Linked DNA regions of Mus musculus: region 1 is linked to region 2. Evidence: chromatin contacts called from public promoter capture Hi-C data. All regions are on one chromosome and are shown on one strand. The core of a region is the stretch at or near the end of the contact, and the rest is flanking DNA. Distances in the headings are between cores, read along the strand shown.

Evidence for each region. Promoter capture Hi-C pulls out the DNA fragments that hold promoters and counts their contacts.
Region 1: a contact with region 2 is called in a promoter capture Hi-C map of pre-B cells, with 3 times the contacts expected there. The contact joins the promoter of Ttc17 here to the promoter of Dnajc10 in region 2. A contact is called at or near these places in 3 of 39 promoter capture datasets (the HPC-7 cell line, cranial neural crest and pre-B cells).

The regions. Positions count from the first base shown.
Region 1 is chr2:94,403,951-94,409,629 of GRCm38.p6, reverse strand. Ttc17 (tetratricopeptide repeat domain 17) reads left to right here and starts at 2,941. Exons shown (of 25, transcript NM_183106.2): 1 at 2,941-3,123. The coding sequence starts at 2,965. It overlaps 2810002D19Rik (RIKEN cDNA 2810002D19 gene), which reads right to left and starts at 2,923. Exons shown (of 2, transcript NR_027831.1): 1 at 2,664-2,923.
Region 2 is chr2:80,313,380-80,318,884 of GRCm38.p6, reverse strand. It overlaps Dnajc10 (DnaJ heat shock protein family (Hsp40) member C10), which reads right to left and starts at 3,419. Exons shown (of 23, transcript NM_024181.2): 1 at 3,080-3,419; 2 at 1,286-1,636. The coding sequence starts at 1,489.

The DNA.
Region 1 (5,679 bases), core at 1,692-4,191, about 14 Mb before region 2:
TTTAAAAGATCCACCTAGACTATGGAGGATACACGTAGCTACGTCACTCCTAAGATTCTGTTATTTGACCAAAGTTATTTTTGCTAATGTAATTAGTCATATATAAGCTTATTTGATGCTAGTCCTAAGGGAAATTGTTCACTTGGATAATCTTAGCATAGAAATTCTTTAAATCTAGCCTAGAAATGAAGTAAGTCAGAGTTTTAAGCAATGGAGACATTCTCTTGGTAGCCTTAAAAGTACTTCTCATGTTAAGAGGGCTACATGGTAGGATGAAGTGGGTGTTTTGCATTAATAGCCAGTCAACATCCAGCAAGATACCAACTATGCCAAACCAGATTTGTGTTCCATAGAAACTGAAATAATGGTTTAAAGCTAGTAAGTTTATAGCAATTAGTTACACAACAGAAAAACATGGAGAGCTCTCAAGGTTTGAAACAAAACCTCATCTCAAAGGACAATAATTATGAACTAGGAAAAACAAGTGGATAATCTATTGAGTTTGTAGACGTTGATATCCAACTCCTTTCCAATACTTAAATGCCCAAAAAATGTTCCTGATAGCTGAAATATGTACTAGAGATTCTATACAACCATTCATTCTGGGGTTCAGGAATCAGCTAGGTATAATAAACAATTATTAAATAATGGGCTAGAGATACATAGCTCATTAGTAATATGGTTGACTACCATATGCAAGGCCCTAGGCTCAGTCCTTAGCATTGTAAAGAAAAAAACAGATAGTATACAATAATAGATGGCTACACCTAAAAAGATGCTGAGAAAAAGGGATTCCATCACTTGTTTCTACTTTAAAACTCAGGTTACAGTCCTTACTGTCTATATTTAAACTCAATACGACACATAAGAGTCCCTTACAACTTGACACCAGCATCACCTTTACCAACCACACTTTCCTTTGTGCCAAGCCTTTTTCACCTGGTTGTAGCTCTCTCTACACATTATTATTACATTCTCATCTGTATTTTAATTAACTTGTCAACATCATAGCTTACTTCTTAATGGTCATATTTCTGTGCCCATGTAAGAGTCCAAGGAACTTAGCTTACTGGGGATCCCCTGAGCAAACCATGTGGAGCCAGGATCAATGCAAAAAGCAAGAGGAATTTATTGTTCCAGTGCACTGGGGTCGTCCCAGACCCGAAGGAGAGGCGGAGCAGCACCCGTTCAGTGAGTTTTTATAAGGTTTCCAGGAGGCAGAATAGAGCATCAGCAACTAGGCACAATATGATTGGCGAAACAGTGCACCCTTTAAACTGGTTGGTCTTTAGGGAATGAGGTAACAAGGACTTCCCTTGTCTGAAGGTGGGCAACAGTCCATCCTGTCGGTTCCACCCTGTGGTCTGAGAAATGTTAATTAACCTCTCCCTTCTGGAGGGGCAAGTGTTTCATAACCTTCCCAAAGGTCCTGAGCTGACCTTTACACCCAGTCTCTACAGGCAAATATATACATATGTGTGTGTATGTGTGTGTACACATACGTACGTGGGTGTATATGTTTGTGTATGAGAACTGTATGCCACATGTATAAAGGAGGATCCCCTAGAGCTGGAGTTCTACAGGTGGTTGTGGCCTAACACTGCTTCCAGGGAAGAGCAGGAAGTGCTCTTCAGCCCTGAGCCATCTTTGTAGCCCCAAGCCATCTCTCCAGCCCCAAGATATACCTTTTTAATAAAACGAATGTTCATTACACGGGTACTTTTAAGAAAAGCTGCCTAGTGAGCTGGGCCTGATGGTTCATGCCTGTATCCAGCATCAGGTGGTTGACACAGGTGGACTTAAAGGCCTGCCTGGGCTAAATAAATTCCAGGCAATTCAGGCTGCAAATGGGACTTCATTTCAAAAACAAAACAAACAAAATCAACAAAACCAAACTGCTCTCAGAAGAATTACAATGCCATAGCACAGTCTCTGTTCCCATAACATGAGGCAGACATTTGTTTCCTGCAACACATCTATGTAGGTGGCAGGGCACAATTTTTTTTTTTCTCAACAGAAAAAAAAAAAAGCATAACAGCTTTGTTACAAGATGATACGCCCACCATACTAGTAGGCCGACCTGAAATACCTATAATAACATACATTGGCAGAGCCTGGAACCTAAGCTGGTTAACAGCTACTGTACCTGTTGGTAGTGCGCCTCTTAAGTTTCAATATGCAAATCAATCACCTGAGACTTCTTTAAAACATACTCATAATGGCTGAGTCTACCCTCGGGGAAGGGAAGCCGCAGTGCTTACATATTTAATACAGTCCCCTCCCCGGAGATGCCACTATCTGGGTTCTACACCTAGGTCTTTAACTTAGACTAGAGCTGCCCACCAAAGTCCACAAGACACGTGGTGCTGCTGCTGTAAGACCCAAAAATCTGGCCACACTGGATGTAAGTGGTCTGTAAGGACACATCGCTTTCTAAATTTCGGAAGAAAAAGTATGCCGATCACATATACATAACTTGTAATGAGCTGATATTTTGTATTTGATAACGAGCTATTTTTTTAATTCGATGTGTGACATGCATTACACAGTACGACTGCGCCGCTTAACACTCCATTACGAGACTTATTAAAAAAAAAAAAAAAAGCCTCTCTCAGATAGTTGAAAAGTATAACTTTTATTGCCCTACCAGAAACAATACTTACTTTTTAAAAAGACCTTCACCGTCTTCTCACTTCTGCTCAAGCTCCACCTAGTTTTATTATCTCCCCTCCGATTCCCACGCTTGGGGATCTTATAGCCTCCAGAAAAACGATAACTAGAAAGCCGTTTCCAGCCCTGAGGTGTGGCAGGACCGGCTTCCCCGACCGAGAGTAAAGGGACCGGTATCGTCTCCGAGGCACTCCGCGGGCTCCTCCTCCAGTTCCAGAGGCGACCTCCCCAAGATGGCGGACCGCAAGGAGTCGCTTCCGCTTCCGGTGTGAGCAGCCCGGCCGGGGGGGCAAGATGGCGGCGGCAATAGGGGTCCGCGGCCGGTTCGAGCTGCTACCTCGCTCCGGCCCGGGTTGGCTTCTCAGCCTTTCCGCTTTGCTGAGCGTGGTGGCTCGAGGGGCCTTGGCCACTACGCACTGGGTCGTCACGGAGGACGGGAAGATCCAACAGCAGGTAGCGGCCAGGGTGCCCCCTCTCTGCCCGCGCCCGATCAGGGGGAATCCCGGAGCCGGGCCCCTGGGTGGCTCCGCGCGGCCCCGCCCCCAGCTTGGCTTCCCACGGTCCCGGCCCACGGGCCGAGGCTTCCTGCGCTCCGACCTGGCGCCGCCCCCTCCCCTCTGGTCCCCTCGCCCCGGCTCCGCCGTGGGGAACTTCTCAGCCTTCCACCTTGGGGCCGCGCGCCGTCCCGGAACCGACCCCGGGGAGCTGAGACTTGAGCTCCCGGGTTAGGAGTCACGGATTCATCATTAGTTCTGCCTTTGGAGCCGCTGGACCAGGACCCGCGCGCCACCACCTCTCCCCGAGGAAGTAGAAAGCAGGTGGCAGTGCCGGGGAGTGTGCGCGTCCCAGGCCGGTGACAGCCAGGGTGGCATTAGTGAATGGATGGATCTTTTAATGCGCCTCCTCCAGCCTTGTCTCCCACTGATGGGATTTGTTTCGCGATGTGGTGGTTTGAGGCTGTGCCGTTAGCCAGGTCATTAGGGGCTCTTTAAAGACAACCCATTCTTGCTCCTTCTGAAGGAATGCCAGAAGATGCATGCCTCTGGTGGCGGTGCCCGCATCATTCAGTTCTTAAGTGCCCTCATTTCCCGGTGTATTTTACATTGCTTCCTAGTTCCTTTGACCCAGCCCGGCACTCAGCATTTGCAGTTTACTAGATTACCTATGCTTGAACTGATTTCTCAGAGGAGTGACCGCTTTTCTTATATAACTTTCTGATGCCTGCATCTGCATTTGCTTTCATACTGCTGATGCTTTAAGGACTGCGTGTGTGTGTGTGTGTGTGTGTGCGTGTGTGTGTGTGTGTGTGTGTGTGTGTGTGTGTGCGCGCGTGCTCGCGCGCGTGCTTCACCACAGAATCTTGTAAACTTAATGACTTCCAGCGCTTGACAACAATCAGGAAATGTCCAGGAGCCATTTAAAAAGTGAAGTGTGTACCCCTTGCAATTTAAGCATACTGACTCATGTTTTAACCAAAGGCGAGAGAGAGAAACTGATCCTTTTGATTAACTGTAGAAACACATCGCATGGTTTATATTTAAGATGAGACATTTCACAATGCAGCAAACCTAAACAAAATTTTTAAAATGCCCACACTTTGTGTTTCCAGTGTACTCTTTCCTCGAGTGTATTTATATCAAACTCCCGATTTAAAGGATTTCTTTTTCATGGATATTAAGTTCAAGATCCAAGTTAATTTTCATTAGCCTCCAACTGAGAGTTTAAAAATGTCAGAACCCCTAGAAAAATACAGTAAGGCTGCCTTTCCAACGTAAGATTGGAAATCCTGCACCATCCCTGTTTTCATCTTTTGATTGCTGTTGGTGGTTTGCTGAGGTCCGCGTGAAGGGAGGCATTGAATTCAGTCACTTATGCTGCAATTTGGGGAGCCCTTCTCCCATTGGCTCCTTCGCTATATTGTTTCTGGCCACAGCTATTTATACTCGATGACATTGACTTCTCCTTCCCATTTTGGTGGCCTGCCACTCAGCCGGAAAAGAAATCCATCTGAAAAGTGAAGGTTAATTAACGGAAATGGATCATTTATATGTTGAATATTACAGTGGGAAGGTAAGATCGGATTTGTTTTTGTTCTTTAAAAAAAAAAAATGCCTTCTTTTACATATTGGATCTACATCTTAGAGGGGAATATATGGGTATTAGTACCTTGCCAGATCTTCTGAATCTCTGCCAAGTTCTCTCTTCAGTAAGTAATTAGACTTAAAGATAAGAAAGCACACCCTTTTTTATAACAGCCCTTCCCATTGACTTTTTCCAGTTCTTCATTGCACGTTAACAGTTGCAGCACTGGGTTCTGGCAGCCATGAACTTTTACTCTATAACAAATAAAGTTGATGCCAATGTGTAACAACTGGCGGGGGAAGGGTGTTAGAAGTAAAGTGGTGGTGTTAATCTAAGAGGAGACAGGTACAAATGAATAAAATAGGAATTGGATAAGGTGGGCAGCATTTGAGTTGGACTCCAGTAACTGCATAACTCCTGTGTCCTTTCCTGGCAATAAATGGAATTTGGGCAAAATCTAATAAACATTGTTTAGATTGCAGTCAGTGGTCACATTAGGGTACTCATTAGTACGTCAGTTTGTGGATACCGTAGTTCTGTTTGTAAATTTGGAACCATAGTTAGGATTGGACTAATATCGAATTAGTATCTTAATTTCTGCTGCTTGGTTCTTGGTTCTGTTACTTGATTAAGAAAAGAAGTATGGTTCCATTTTTAAAATACCCTAACAGCAAGGAGGATCTGTGGACAAACTTCAGTAGAACATTAGACTGATAAATGTCTTTCTAATCATTTGAATTCTAAAACTTTTAAAAATTATATGTGTCATGATTTTCCACAGCATACTGCATCATTTTCCACAGCAAATATGGAAATACTTATATGAATTAAAAGTGAGAATTAGAGACAACTGTGGTGACACACAACTTTAATCCCAGCACTGAGGGGACAGAAACAGGTGACTCTCTGAGCTTGAAGCCAGCCAAC
Region 2 (5,505 bases), core at 2,170-4,669:
CTTGTAACAAATGCTGAAAGAAAAAAATGCAACTAATAAAACCTAAGGGACCTTGAAGCCTTTACTCCAAACTGTGTTACTTCTGTAACAATAGTAATGTTCTCTGGTGAGATTCAACATAAAGTGTAGTTTTGTCTGTCTGTCTGTCTTTCTTTTTTCTTTCTTTTTCTGTGTGGTTTTTACGAGACAGGATTCTCTGTGTAGCCCTAGCTGTCCTGGAACTCACTCTGTAGACCAGGCTGGCCTCGAACTCAGAAATCCGCCTGCCACTGCCTCCCAAGTGCTGGGATTAAAGGCATGCGCCACCACTGCCCGGCAAGTGTATTTTTAATGAGTCAAGTTTATTAATTAAGAAATAATACCAAGATAGCAATTCCAAACTGGACTGAAAAATGTAACTTCTTCACTGTTTCACAGATTCGGCTTCTGGAAATCACACTTGGAAATTTTAAGACAAAAACTTGTAAAACAACAAGAACAAATATTTAAATATAATACAGATCTGTGGGAAAGATAATTAACTAAGAGTTTATAATGTAGTTATTATGTAATTGAACAAAATAATTTCATTTATAAATTTCTACTTCAGAAATTATCTCCATCATGTCCTCTCATATGATAAGCTAAAAATTAATGAAAAAAAAAACTTTAAATTTTAAAAAACCATAACATTCAAAATCAATCTGTTTTTAAAGATTCTTGGGTAGACAATCAAATAGTTACAACTGGAAATCCCTTTGGAGCTGTCAAGGTTTCATTTATAAGTTTTTAAGTCGGAAGCTGGAGCCGGGCATGGAACAAGAGAGAAAGTTAGAGCACGCTGTGACTAGTGACTGCTGTCACATCTGCAGGACACTTGAATTCTGAGGGCAGATTTGTCTCTATGGGTTCATCACCCACTTGAGTGTGAACACCACTTCACAGACAAGACTTGGGGGTTAGTGTCTCTACTTCTGCTGTAAATCAGTTTACAGAGAAGAGGTAACTATGTATCTGATGCCAACAAAATCATTGTACTTGGCTTCTCCTGGTTTTACTTTAACAGATGAACTGGGTTTCAGGTGGTGGGGATCGAACCCCTGAGTCGTGTGCCTGCTGTGTAAGGGCGCTACTTCTGAATTACATCTACAGTTCCCAAATTACAATTTCCGACAGTATGCTTAAGCATTTCACTGATTTAAAAAGAGTGAAAACCCGCTTTTCCCAGAGGGTTGTACTTTTTTACATAACCGTTTAAGCACATCAGTATAAATATCCCGATATTTAAAAGAGAAAGTTTGCCTACCGGGTTTTTATCAGGATGTAACTTCAGTGCTAATTTCTTAAAGGCTTGTCTTATTTCTCTACTGCTTGCAGTTTTCGACACTCCAAGTAAACTGTAAAAATTCTGATCTGTGCCCACCACAACGACCACGTACAGTATCAGAAGACAGAGACTGATCCTCTTCAAGTCTCTGATAAAGTCATCTTTGTTTAACCAGACTCCCATTCTCTTTCTTATGAAAGTTCTGACTTATGTGAACATTAAGATACAATGCTGGGTCCGGTGGTTAAAATAGACACACGTGAGAATCTCTGTCCACATAACTTCAAGGGTCAATCAAGCATCTCGGGAACACAGCTCAGAAATGTTAACCTAAAGAGAGCAAACCAGGCAGTTAAAATACTTTTCAGACTTAACATTTATAGCATGATTTGTCAAGCGACACAGCCAGTAATACAGTTTCCACACTGAAGGTCACATCCCTGTGAATAGCTTTGAACCCCTATTCTCCAGGACCCTCCCTTGCCCCTGTATTCAGGTAGGCATGTTTGTAAAATCACTGATAGCAGGAAAAAGGTAATGAGTAGTAGTAGCTAGCTAGCTTTCAAGAAAAACACAGGCACACATATGCGAGAGAAAGAGAGAGAGAGAGAGAGAGAGAGAGAGAGAGAGAGAGATGGGGGAGGGAGGGAGGGACAGAGACAGAGATACTGAGAGAGACAGGGACAGAGACACAAAGGCTCTGGTCAATATGATGCTACCAGGATAAGACTCAGCAGTATTTCTTTTCTCTCCCAGCACGCTGCCCTTTCTAATACCTCCTCCCTTTCAGCTCCTTCCACGCCTGGAAAGCTTATCAAGTTCCTTTTTTAAATCTAATCTCATTTGTAGAGAATGCCTTCGAGGGAAAAACAAGGAAGCATGAAGCTTTTCCAAGAGGGTTGTACTTTTTTACATAACCGTTTAAGAACATCAGTATAAAAATAGATAACTTAAAAAAGCAGGCCACACAAGTTCTCTAAAGTGTTAGCACCAAGAGAAGATATTTTATAATAATTGCAAATCAATGCAATTTCACTGTAAAGCTCCTGTCTGGAGTAAAAACTAGGAAAACAAAGAGCACCAGGCATTGCTTGAGGGTAAAACCCTAACATTTAACCTTACAGCTAAACTAGTCCTCTTTAATATCTTCAAATGCTTTGGGGGAAAAAAAAAAGATCTAACTTCCCTAACCTCCTCAGTTTCAGCTCTCTTCCCTTAAGTCCGGATATGTTTCTAAGTATTTCTCCTTACCTGGGAACAGGCCTCACCTCACGTCTAACTCCCTTTTTTCACCCGCCTCCCCTAATAGCCCTTTGTAAAATATACTGACAGTAAAACAGAAATACCCAGACTGACAACCATCAGGAAGGAAAACAAATGAAGAACAAATCTCAACAAAGGCGACTTTGGGATAAGGTGTCCCTCGGCTTAGGGTGGGTTCAGGCAAAGCCTGGGAATAACTGAACAGCCTGGGGCCAGTGAGGCTGCAGGTAAACGCAGTGTTAATGAGGGATGCTGCCACCGCTCCAGAGCGGGATCGGGGAGAGGCGAAAGACAGAGGGTACGGGGCTGGCAAGGGTGCGCCTTGAGGTCCCAGGTCGGACCAGGGAGAGAGACCCCGAGTTAGAAAGTGCGAGCAGAAGGGGGCTCGCAGAGGTGGGGTGGAGGGGGCCGTGAAAACCCGGCGCAATGGGGGCACCGAGGCGGTGGGATGGGTCTGGCGTCCTCCCTCCCTGATGCCCCCGCAGTGCGTGGAGCCCGGCCCGCGCCCACCTCGGCGTCCTCAGCTACTGCCCCATCCTCAGGTCGCCGAGCTCCGGACCCGGCAGGACCGGACGCTGCCTGCGAACGCGCGCAGCAGCAATTCTGCCGCTCCCGTCGCGCCGGCGGGGCGGGGCCTGGCGCGGGGCATTGTGGGAAAGGCGTGGGCGAAGGCCGACGGGTGGCCAGCAGGGAGGGACGGGTGGGACCGCCGAGGCTGACGTGGCCTTCTGTGTGGCTGCGGCGGTGGCTGCGGGTCCCGCTCCTAGCCAGAGATAGGGAAGCATCCCGCAGCGCGGCCCACAGGCATCTTGCGGCCGTAGTCAACCGCTGGCGGAAGGAAGGGTGTGAAGCCCGCCTTTTCCGGTCCCGTTGCCAGGGCGACGGGAAAACCCGGGTGGAGAGATCCGGCTCTCTGGAGGTTTGGTTAAAGGGTGGGTATCCTTGAAAGGGCAGATTTGGCAGAAAGTGGAGAACTTGTCTGAATTGACCCCGTTGCCAGGGACCGGACAGAATAATTAAAGTTTTCTAGAAATAAAATTGTTTACAACTTTTATGTATCAACAAATATGAAGCGTTCTACAGGATTTCTGGATTTGTGAATCTGCCTTCTGATCCTCTCCTTTACTGGATTTGTTACAGAAACTGCAGTGTTTGAGTCATGACACTTTGACCGTTGAAGTAGACACATTAAAGTCCCTGAAAGAGGAAGTGATGGAAGCTGGTGGTAGTGATTTGAAATAAGTAGAAATTGATAGTGAGTCTTTGGGTAGTTAACCAGATGTCAGTTAATAATTTTATGGCTGTAGGACCTGTTGCTAAACCAACATATTGTAGGAAAGAAGCGGAAGTATAACGAACAAAGGCAGAAATATCAGAAAGAGCCTGAAGTAGCAGCTGTTAACCTGTACCAGGAACTGGCCGAAGTACACACGCGTTAACTCAGCCCTAAAATATTCTCGGGAGATACAGCTGATTATCATACACATGTCAAAATGGAAAATAAATGGGTAACTAAAAATTGAGGAAAATAAGATTAACACTTAAACAACCTAGTTCATTATGCCACGGTGATCCAAAACTCCTTAGAAAAAAATCTAAAAGCAAAACAGAGAACTGAAGAATCAAGTGGAAACTAATAGGTTTTTGTTACCATAGTGAATACATTTCAACTTATATTTTTAGATGGTAAGGAAGCTTCTTAAAGCTTTATTGTAAAGGACTGGAGTTGCATCTTACATAGTTTGCAACTCCTGAAGGGAGGATTCAAAGGAGATGCTTAGGAAAGGAAAAGCAGAGAAAACACAGACACACAGGCAGCATGCCACAAGTAATTTAAAGCAGTGTGTAAAACATTTTCTCTTCTCTGGGATATGTACTGGTGGGTAACAAGAGCAAAGACTTTCTGCTCCTAATAAATTGGATGATAGAGGGACACATTAGCCTGTTAGTTATTCAAATATATCTGTAATTAGGAAGGAAAAAATATGAAACACAGATCACAGTAAGACCAAAAGGTAGAAACGACCATCCAACAGCTTTCAGCTCATTTTAAGAGGTTTTATGGCTCAGTGGTTAAGATTACTGGCTGCTCTTCCAGAAGACAGAGTTCAATTCCCAACACCCACATGGCAGCCCACAACTATCTGTAACAGCAGTTCCAGAGGCTCTGGCACTCTTGCACAGACATGTAGGCAGAACACCAATGTGCATAAAAATAAACAAATCTTTAAAAATAAACTTAAAAGTCCTCCCCCTTTTCAATGGGAAGCTGAAGAAGAGTTTTAAGTGATGAAATGTTTTATGTAAGGATGACTTTGCTTAATTTGAAATGATCTTAAAGTTACAAGGAATTAAATGTTGTAGTACAAAAAAATTGTTTTTCTCAAAAGTTTGGGAGTAAGTTGACTTCTCCCATGACCCCCCCCACCCCCCAAAACTAGTGTGTGTTTTTTTCACAGATGGGATGCTTTCTTTTAAAAGTACAACCTTCGAATATGGGAAGTTTCTGTGAACACATTATCAGTGTCTAGTCCACAAATGTCAGATTCCGGTTTTTCCAATTATCAGTAAGACTTCCCAGTATGAGGATCTAGTAAGGAGCTATTTTTCTTTTTTTCTGTTTAGCACAATCGTGTTTTAGACTTCCTTAATGAGAAATGTTTATCCAGTTTTCCCAGATTTCAAGGTCTTAAACTTGTATAGAATTCAGGCCAGTTGTGTTATAGATACTATAGATAGATCCTATTTTTATGTGACTGAGGATTCTTCATGATTTGATTTAGTTGTGTTCATTTGACAGACATGTAACAAATGGCATTGTATTCTCACTGTCTTATCTGATGGTCTCAAATTTTTGTTTCTCCCATTGTTGGTAGTGGTAAATAACTTGAATAGGAGGATTTTTGTGATTTTTTTCCATGTAAGTTACATTTTAC